Linked DNA regions of Gossypium hirsutum: region 2 is linked to region 1. The links are chromatin contacts, called in public Hi-C maps. All regions are on one chromosome and are shown on one strand. Each heading gives the region's core, a stretch centred on a gene start, on an enhancer-like site or on the middle of the called end of the contact. The rest is flanking DNA. Distances are from core to core; before and after follow the strand shown.

The links. Hi-C and Micro-C count contacts between places; a contact is called where the count stands out from the background.
Region 2: a contact with region 1 is called in a Hi-C map of leaf, with 2.0 times the contacts expected there. The contact joins the promoter of LOC107936325 here to the promoter of LOC107936319 in region 1. A contact is called at or near these places in 4 of 34 Hi-C or Micro-C datasets (callus and leaf).

Annotation. Positions count from the first base shown.
Region 1 is chrA10:68,653,107-68,658,233 of Gossypium_hirsutum_v2.1, forward strand. It overlaps LOC107936319 (protein PHR1-LIKE 3), which reads left to right and starts at 2,006. Exons shown (of 6, transcript XM_016869018.2): 1 at 2,006-2,451; 2 at 4,497-4,573; 3 at 4,849-4,903. The coding sequence starts at 2,262.
Region 2 is chrA10:68,939,104-68,944,230 of Gossypium_hirsutum_v2.1, forward strand. It overlaps LOC107936325 (peroxiredoxin-2F, mitochondrial), which reads left to right and starts at 2,107. Exons shown (of 5, transcript XM_016869024.2): 1 at 2,107-2,504; 2 at 2,582-2,611; 3 at 3,301-3,459; 4 at 3,844-3,938; 5 at 4,176-4,499. The coding sequence starts at 2,298. The coding sequence ends at 4,281.

The DNA of each region.
Region 1 (5,127 bases), core at 756-3,255:
TAGACAAAATCATTACACTAAGGGCACTAGATCCTAAAATGTAAAAGAAAAAATTTGTGGGAAGCTATTTATATCTTGTGACCTAGATGTGATCAATAACGTGTTTGTTCTTGGCAGGCTAGGTGCAACTGAATGTGAAGTACTCAAGCTAACTTATGTTGTCTCTATTGTCGATAAGTGAACTTAAAGAAAAAAGGATTGGTAGCTAAGTTACTTTGCTCAAGGATTGGTTGCACCCAACTAGTGAAAGAGGCTAAAGGAATCTTAAGAGTAGACATATTGCGCAGAGAGATTAGCAACTAAAGTTGATCTAGCGATTCCGTTGGTTACTGTGCTAGGTGGATCTCTTATATCAAGATTACAATGGGTGAATGTTCGGCGATTAACTGCATTAGGGGTCGTGGCTCTAGATTTTGGGTTTTTGCAATGGTTAGGCTGGGTTGTTTAGTGGGAGAATCTATAGTTTTTTTTTATTGGATTCCCACAAAAGACATCAATTTATTATGGTTTATTTACAAAAAAAATGGTTTAAATGGGTTAAATTGATATTTCAAATTATTTGCAAAGTAGAAAACAAGTTAGAGCACACCAGAGTTTGTACTTCAAAGTACCCTCTGATACTCAAGTCAGCAAAGATTTGAAGGGAAAAGGAAAGAATGGTACAAAATAAATTATAATCATACCAAATCAACTCCATAGTCATGGTATTTATAGATCTCCGTGGGGTTGCCCAAAGTTGTCCAAACTGTGTTAGGATTTAAATATTGCACCTTAATTTCTCTGTACTTTTAGGGGCATTCGCCCATGCTTTATTTTGTTGAGCAACCGAGTTGGTCGAGTTTCTTGTAAAAGCATCTTCTGTTAATCTAGAAGAATAAGGAGGGTGCCACATGTGTAATCATTTTAAGTTTGTCGGGATGAAATTTCGTGTTAAGGCTCTTAGGTCTGTTCCAATATTGTTTGGGCGGAATTATTGCTTTGGATTTTCATACTTCGAGCCAGCTAGCTCATTTTGTTGAGCAAATATTGTGTTTCAGGTTATAAGCTTTGGATTTTATTGAATTGTAAAGTTTTTTTAGACAGATATATATAAGATTTTATATATGTAATATGTAAACATAAAATATTAAAATAGTGTTATGTTGTACAGTGTTAATAATTTGTTAAATTGAATAAAATTAGAATTCTATGTATATAATTATATAAAATTAAAATTGTATAATATTATATATTAAATTAAAATGTATGTAATTTTAAATTTTATTTCAAATGTTAGTTTTGAAATTCAAAGTGAGCTAACCGTACCAACCAATAATGCAAGTATAGAAATATGCAATCAACTTTAAAAAAAAAACTGCCAATTAGTTGATTAACTTGAATAGCTTACTTCAAAATTAATTTAAAAATCTAATTAGGTATTAAACTGTTCTAAAATCTCAAGCAACTTCATATTTATGTCAATTCAGCCTCAAAAGTCTTAATCAAAACTTAGCCCTATATTTGTCATTTTCACAAAAACCTCAAGCAAAATTTTCATTTAATATAGATAATTTCTACTTTTTCATTTTTTATTTTAACAATTTTTTTAAAATTTAAAAATTTCACCAATAATGTATTAAATATTTTATTTTTTATTATTTTAAACTTAAGGTGTTTGAAATTATGTTTTGCAGGATTGAAATATGAGATGTGGTTTTCAAATTTAAAATTTATATTTTCACTTTAACTAGAATAGGGTGTTACCATTTTTCTCTTTATAGAACCATTTCAATCAACCATTTGTCGGTAATAATGGAATAGAGAGACCTACAAAATCTGTACATATCATTTTTGAAAGAAAATCAAGGTTGTACCCATCGCTACAACTGTTTGCTCTGTTAAAAGTTGCCAAGTGATATAAATTAATTAAATTTATTTAATTTAAATTCAACAGATTAAGTGAATCCAAAAACAATAATAAATTATTTAATTAAAAGAGATGGATGGGAGAGAGAGAGAGAGAGAGAGAGAGATGAAAGCGAAAGAACAAAGACAAGGACACAATACATCGCTGTCTTAACCTCTGCATGCCTCAATATTCACTCACTCCCCTTTTCTCTCTCTCTCTCTCTTCTCATCTTCTTCTCCTTCCTCTTCCTCTCTCCATCTAACTTTGGGCCTCCGTACCCGAACTGGAGACCCGGACAAAGAGCTCCACTCTTTCACCCCCCATTCATTTTTCCACTGCATTTTTTCTATCTGGGAACAAGGTTCCAGAAGAAATGTACTCGGCTATTCCGTCGTTACCATTAGATGGAAGGGTGGGAGATTATCAAGGCTCGCTTGATGGTACAAACTTGCCTGGTGATGCTTGTTTGGTCTTAACAACCGATCCTAAGCCCCGACTCCGATGGACCGCCGAGCTCCATGAACGTTTCGTCGATGCTGTTACTCAACTTGGCGGCCCTGACAGTCAGTTTTTTTCCCCTTTATAGCTTCTCTTTGCTTTTGCTTTCAACTTTAAAAATGTGATTCCCCAACCCCCCTCCCCTTTTTCTTAAGCATTTGGATTTATATCATTTTATTTTATATAATGTGTTATATATTAATGAGCGTTTAGGATTTTGGAACACTTTTAGTACTTGGCGGGTTCATGCGATGAGATTTGGTCATATCGGGATCTTTTAGATTGATAGCTGAATTTTTTTTTTTGGGTTGGTTTCTTTGTTTTAGTCTTGCTTTTGAGATTTGGGCTTCTTTTTTTTCCAATTATTATTTTGGTAATTCTAGTTTTTATCTACTCATGAATCCCTCAGTTCATAAAATTTATATTTTTTTTCCCTATTTGGATGAAGAAGATATGTTGTTAGGGTGTTCTTCATATCAGCTATGACTTAATATTAATAAGCAGCCACAATATCACTGCAATGGTTTAGAATCATGACCTCCATTAACATCATTTCAAAATGAATCATGACTGTCTAGGAACTTTACCTTATTGCTATTGGCTGTTTCTTTCTTCATCATATCTGCCAATCCTATATTTTTGACCTCTTGCTAATATTTTTACACAACTTACATTTGCATATAAACACATAGATACTGTCTAGTTGATTCATTAAGCCTAGTTTTGGTCAAATTCGGTAGCCCACCATATGTTGTTTGTGTACTTCTGTTATGATAAAATACAACCAAAAAGACAAAACCTTGTTTTGGGGCCATTGAGTTCAATAATTTGGTCAGCAACTTAGCTTGCTTTTGTTGGAAGACAAACTAGTGTAAGTATGGTACTTTGTCTTGGCCTGGGAAGAATATTCTTGGTTTTAGTGTTTTTCTTTTTCGTGTAAAAACTCTGCCTAATGATTAAGTTACGGGGCTTGTGCAGCAAGTTTTTTTATGGTGTTTAAGCATAGCTTGTAAGATGCTGCGGTGTTATTTCCTTCTTTTTGGAAGACGCAATGTTCGGTTTAGATGCAATGCTTGGACTTGTCTCTTTAAATGAATAGTTCAATTTTTGGTGTCTAAATTGGATTTCTGAGGATATTGCTCAAGAAATCTATATGCTTGAAATTGCAATAATGATGCTTTTGGAAAACTGAAATCCCATTGGTATGCGAGGTCAAAAGATTTGGGGAACCACCATAAAAAATAGTTGATTTTGTGAGTGATTTTCAGATAAGATGGTAGCAGGTAAAAGTACAATTGAGGTCCTTATACTAGGAGTTAGACTGCATTTTGCTCCCTCTAACTAAAAAAATGGGCAACTTAATCCCTGTATATTAAATCAAAAAGCAAATTGGTCCTTTGTTAAAAATTCTATCAATTTTTATTGTTAAAAAAACTAGTCTTTGTACATCAGCAAGAGGTATAGGTGGCACACCACGTGACACTGTTTGGTTATTCCATCAATCACGTCAGTTTTAAATAGTACAAATAGATGGAATTTTTAACATAAAGGACCAATTTTCTCTTTGCTGTTAAGATAGATGGACTAATTTGCTCATTTGAATAGAGGAAGCAAAATGTAGTAAGATATGGATAACAACCTAAGAGCACTATGGGTGATTTCATGATGGCCAATTGGCAACCACCTAAATCTGTAGGCAACTAGTGTCTGACTGTTAAACTTTCTGGCATCTTTATGTTTCGGTGAGGCTTGTCACTGCTGAGAGAAAAAGTTTATCAGGCTTTGTATGCTCTGAGTTGGAAGTCGGGGCTTTATTTCCAGGTGCAACTGTGGTTCATATTCTACCGAAGATATAGATGATTATTTTCCGGACTTCTCTAATCATAACTGTGCCATAGTTTAATATAATGTCTTGTCCATTTATAGCATGCATGCTTCCCTATTTGAATGCCAAAGTGTTTTCCTTTTTTTTTGTGAACCAAACCTAGCTGATTGACAATGGCATTATAAAAGTCAATGTTCATGCGCCCTTCTGTTATGTCTTGTATGCTCTTGCATTTTGTTATTCTAAAGTTGTAGATAGCTTATTTTGTCTTCATATGCACTGCAGAAGCAACCCCAAAGACTATTATGAGAACAATGGGAGTAAAAGGCCTTACCCTCTATCACTTGAAATCACATCTTCAGGTTTGTCATCACTGCCATCTCTTCAATGATCATTAAGATTTTCCGTACTTTATATTAGTGATGTCATGTCTTTGTCCCCTCTCTTTTACATGTCAAAGATGGATCTCGTTTTAAATCATGATTTACCATATTCAGTAAGCTTAATATCCGATTTCCTGTGCCCATTAATATCGCACATATTTGTGTTGGGAGGAAGGGAGTCTACATACTAAGCTATTTGGAGTTCTAATAATCAGAACTTTCTATTTCCTTCACTCATTACCCCATATTTGCAGAAATATCGGCTGGGGAAGCAATCATGCAAGGAATCAATTGATAACTCTAAGGATGGTATGCATCTTAGTCTCTTTAAATTACTATTACTTTAGAGCCTGTGCATTTAATAACAAATATGATAACTTATACCCTTTTAAGTCTTGTACCTTTGATGTACTTATGATTCTTTCACTTTTTTGACTCTGCCAAGAAAAGACCATTGAAGAAAGGTCTCTAATATATTCACCCTGTTTATTACGACACTTCAAAGAGAAGTAACCACAGTCAAGAAGACTGAA
Region 2 (5,127 bases), core at 857-3,356, 290 kb after region 1:
AATTCATTTAGAATGTTGTTGTTTATTTACATGCAAACTTACTAAGCTTTATGCTTTCTCCCTTTATTTTTTCTCTTTTTCATAGTATCGCAAAGCCAACTCGAAAAATCGTAAAGACGTTAGAGATCGCCTCACACTATCAATGAGTTATCTCAGTATTTTGTGACTAGAAATACTTTTAAGTTATGGCATGTATAGGGACTTGGCTATTTTATGTGTATGTCCTTATGATATAATTAAGGAATGGCATGTGATTACTTGGTAATGATTAGCTTATGATATAGCTAAATAAGAACTTGTTTTGGTATTATGTATGCTTAAATGAGGTTTGATGCAAAGAAATTATGAAAGAGTAAGAGTTGGCCATGGAACAGTTAGGAAACATAGCAGTGACGTGACTTTGAAAAATCAATAAAAATTGTAGAAATGGAATTAAATAGTGAATAAGATATAGAATTAAATCTTATTGAGTCTATTTTCGTAGGAAAGAAACAGAGCAAGCAAAGGAAATCTATATTCTGAGATATTTAAATTTTTGTAAGACTGGTTTAGAGTGACTTTGTGATCCCCTATTCCAAATTTGAAAACTCACTAGAAATTTTATAAAAATAATTATAAGTCATATTTTATAGGTATAGATTCCTTACTGAGTCTATTTTAATTAGAAACAAACGTAAATGTTATCCAAATTCTGTATAATGAGATAATTGAGTTTTAGTGAAGAGAGGTCAGGTTTGCTGAACTGCGAAACAGGGGAACATTTAATGAATAAACTGTACTAATTGGCCAAATAAAAAATTCTGGAAAAACTATGGTAAGAAGTCATATGAGTCTAGTTTCAGGAAAAATTTACATATTTAAATTTAAAGTTTTGTAACTCGAGTTATAATTAATTTAGTGACTATCATGCAGGTGGATAGTTTTATTATGAATAGTGAAATAAATTGTTTTGATTTGTGTAAATAATCGGAAAATTTTTTTTACGCCCCGAACAAGTAAGATTAGTCTGGTAACGCCTCATGCTCGACTCCGGCGACGGTCTCAGGTAAAGGGTGTTACAGTACTATTGGATCTATGAGATCTCAACTATGAATAAAGACTTTCCCCCCTCATTTTTAGTCACTCAATTGTAATCCTTCAAAGTAATAGAATACTTTTAAGAGCATTTATTCAAACACTTGATGTGTACTATTTTTGTTATGGTTTTTCTATTCATTCGTGGCTTCTTCTCTTTCGAGTTTGCTGGCGCTTTGCTTCGTTGCCTTAAAGAATTTCTACGAAAATTCTCATTTTTCGAGAGTAAAATTAAGTTAGGTGGATTTGAAGCAAAAATAATTTAATTTTTATCAACTAATAATCAATAGCTAACAGAATGAGTATCCTTATAATATGCATTGTTAGTTCCTCTTCGAATATATGAATAGATGACACTAATAGGAAAAAATATTATAATTTAATATTAAAGAAAGGTTTTTTTTAATATATTAAGTTGACACAAATAAAAAATCAATTTAATAATACATCCAAACACATCTTGATTTATTCTTATATTTGATTAATTATTAGTTAAGCTAATTGATATACTTAGTAATGTAAGGAGGAGAAAATCATTTTTAAAATTGAAGGCTGACCAACAGTGTTCAATTACAAAAGTAAAGTTGACAATCATGTTAATCAATTTGTACATGTTAAAAACAAATGAGCTGGAAGAATAAAATGAATATTTTTATGTAATTAGCTTCCATTCTATCTAATTACTAAATAAAACAAAGATAATTATATCTTTTTATATTATCTTATTATTTTTAATAATATTGCTTAGGAGTTTTGACATTTCTTTTTATGAAATAATATGTTTGAATTAAATTACTATTTCTGTAATTTTTAAATAATAGTATATTCATTCTAATTATCATTTTTTGAAAATTTAATTTGTCAATTATCATGTTTTAATCTCTTAATTATATTATTTTTGAAAACTTTAAAATATAAATTAATTTAATAAAATTTAATTATTAAATACAATAGTAAAGATAAAAAAGTAGTTTAAAAATATATTAGACATTCCAAATATCAATATATTTAAAAAAAAAAACATTTTTCTGTAGACCAATAACGTAAAGGACTTGTTTTTGCTGTGAATACCAAAACTTAGTCCAAAAATGGTTAAAGCCAGTTAGGCCCGCCCAACACATTTGTTCCACCAACAAGATTCCCAAAACCTGTGAAAGAAACAATCGGAAGCAAAGCAGAGACTGAGACAAAGAATCCCATACCAACAGCTGCATCCTGAGCCAATGGCGTCAACAATTCTAAGGCGAGCAACCTCATCCGTTATCAAGTCAAGTCTTCTAACGGAAGCGTCAAGGAGAAGCTATGCCTCGGTTGCTGTGGGGACTGACATTCTGTCTGCCGCATCCCAAGTTAGTCTCCAGAAAGCTCGAAGCTGGGATGAAGGCGTTACCTCCAATTTCTCCACTACTTCTGTCAATGACATCTTCAAGGTTTCGTTGTATAGTTTCTCTTTCAATATTATTTAATTCAGTATGTATTAATTTTGTTTTAGAATTTTTCATTTCAGGGCAAGAAAGTTGTCATCTTTGGACTACCTGTAAGTCTCTCTCTCCCCCCCCCCCAATTTCACCTGCTCTATATATGTGGAAATTGAGAGATGGAATTTGATTTTGCGAGATTGTGTTTGGAAAATCTGAGCTTAAATTTGTATATTAACGAATTCTGGAGGATTGCTCCGTATATGAGGTACTATATGCATGATTTAGATATCTATGATGTGACGATTCTTAGTTCTTGTAATGCTGAAATTGGCAGTGGAGTAAGTAGTTTATGTTAAAGAGAATGGAACTTTTCAAAGCTTTTCCGATGTGGTAGATTTTACTAAATAGTTTAATAAAAAGCAATTTAGCAGTATCTAAAGAAGAATGTAGATGTATCCTTGCATTTGGTTCACTTGCTATGTTACCCGGAATTGGAAGTGTCAGATACGAAAGTATGTGCCAAACACGAGTATACCCCAATTTTCTTTTTAAGCGTTTTCATATATTTGGATGATTGTAATCCGATATTTATGCCCAAATATGTGTCTGGCATAGGCGTCCAAAACAGAAAAGTCTAGGTAACATAGGGTGCATGATTTTCGTATTTCAAAGAACCGGGTTTAGGAAAGAAGAAGAACAAAAGAAAGTGGAGTGTGGACCTATCAGTTTGCTATTTCTGATGTTATTATTTAGAATGGAAATTTGATGAAACTTGGATTTACATTGTATTTGGGATTGTGTATAGGGAGCATACACAGGTGTTTGTTCACAACAGCATGTGCCTAGTTACAAGAAGAACATCGATAAGTTCAAGGCTAAAAGAATTGATTCAGTCATTTGTGTTGCCATTAATGATCCTTATGTTATGAATGCCTGGGCAGACAAACTGCAAGCCAAAGATGTGGTAAGTCATTCCATGTTAATGATGTGTAGTGTTACTTGTGCATTGTACGAATTCTTTCTTATGCTGTCTTGTTGATTGTTGACGAGTTTAATATTATTGTTTTGCAATTTGGATTTATCATTGTTCTCATATTCCTAATTATTACGTATGGTTCAGTGGAGATGTAGTGATTAGGAAGATAGAAAGTCTGTCGCATCATTATTTTTTTATCTGAGGGCCTGTAATCACTTTGAAAGATCTTTGGCATTTGTAAAAATTTAAACTGAGATTAATACAATCTGAACTCGAAGCTATTTGTTCTGTTTTTGTTTTTCCCTTCCCTTTTCTCTATTGAAGTGCATTATTTTTTTATCCATCTCTTAATCATCTAAAATCTCTTTATAGATTGAATTTTATGGGGACTTTGATGGGAGCTTCCACAAGAGCCTGGAATTGGGAAAAGATCTCTCTGCTGCTTTGCTTGGGCCTCGCTCTGAAAGGTACTTCTAGAACTATGCATTTGTTATCAGAATTTCATATAGATCGAAGAAACGCCTTTGACATTCATCTCTGATCCTCATATAAACTTGAGAGGTCTTGGACCAATTTAATCTACGAATCTGTCCCAGCCGGTGCCTTGTTTTAGAATTTGCTTGTTTTACATATTCTTGAAGACAACGAACGATGCTCTATGCAAGGAAACAAATAATGGTAAGATTATGGTTGGTTTTGTGTAGATGGTCAGCCTACGTGGTCGATGGAAAGGTGAAAGCTCTGAATGTGGAGGGTGCGCCATCTGACTTCAAGGTTTCTGGTGCCGAGGTTATTTTGGAGCAGATATAAAGAGGGTATGGTATCTTTTGTTTATTCCACTCCCAAGAGGTACGGGGGCTCTTTGAGGTAGGAAAATAAAATGGTTAAGAGCACTTAATAAGTGTGTAGGTTTAAAACCTATGTTGTTACTGCTTTAAGTTTTCAATGTTTACTGCTTAGAGAACAAAGTAACCGCACATTGTATGAAAACCTTATGAATTTGGTGAAGAGAGGTCTCCTATTATCTATGTGATGCAAATTGCTGATATCATATTTTTTAATTCAGGTGAAAATAATTTAAGCTTATTTGCTTGTTTTCTTAACCTAATAAAATATCATGTCTATAATTTACATAGATAATGGGGTTAGTAAAATGTGAAAATTGAACCAAATTAAAATTTATATATAATATTGTAAATTGTATCAAAGTTTATGTTTAATTTTGATATTTATCTCATATATATTTAATAACCCTTTATATTATATAGAATATACTGATTTTATATCACGTGATATTATTTAATTATGACATGTTAAATTCATTTAATAATTTTTATATAAAGCTAATTAAAATAGTCTTCAATATTAGTATAAATTTAAAATTTAAAATCAAAATATAAATATAAGAAATGTAAAGCTTAATATTTATAGAAAGTGAATATATAATATAAATCTATTTAAATTTTTTATTTGGATTTACACGTGTATTACTTAATATACGAATATTTAATATTTTATAATCACATTTTATTAATAATTTGATACAATAATTTTGGCTTAAAGGTGTAAGAAGTCCTCAAATTTTTTTAAAACAAGTAATTAAACTCCTAATTTTTTACGCTTAATTGGGTACTTAAATTTTCAAACTGTATCGAA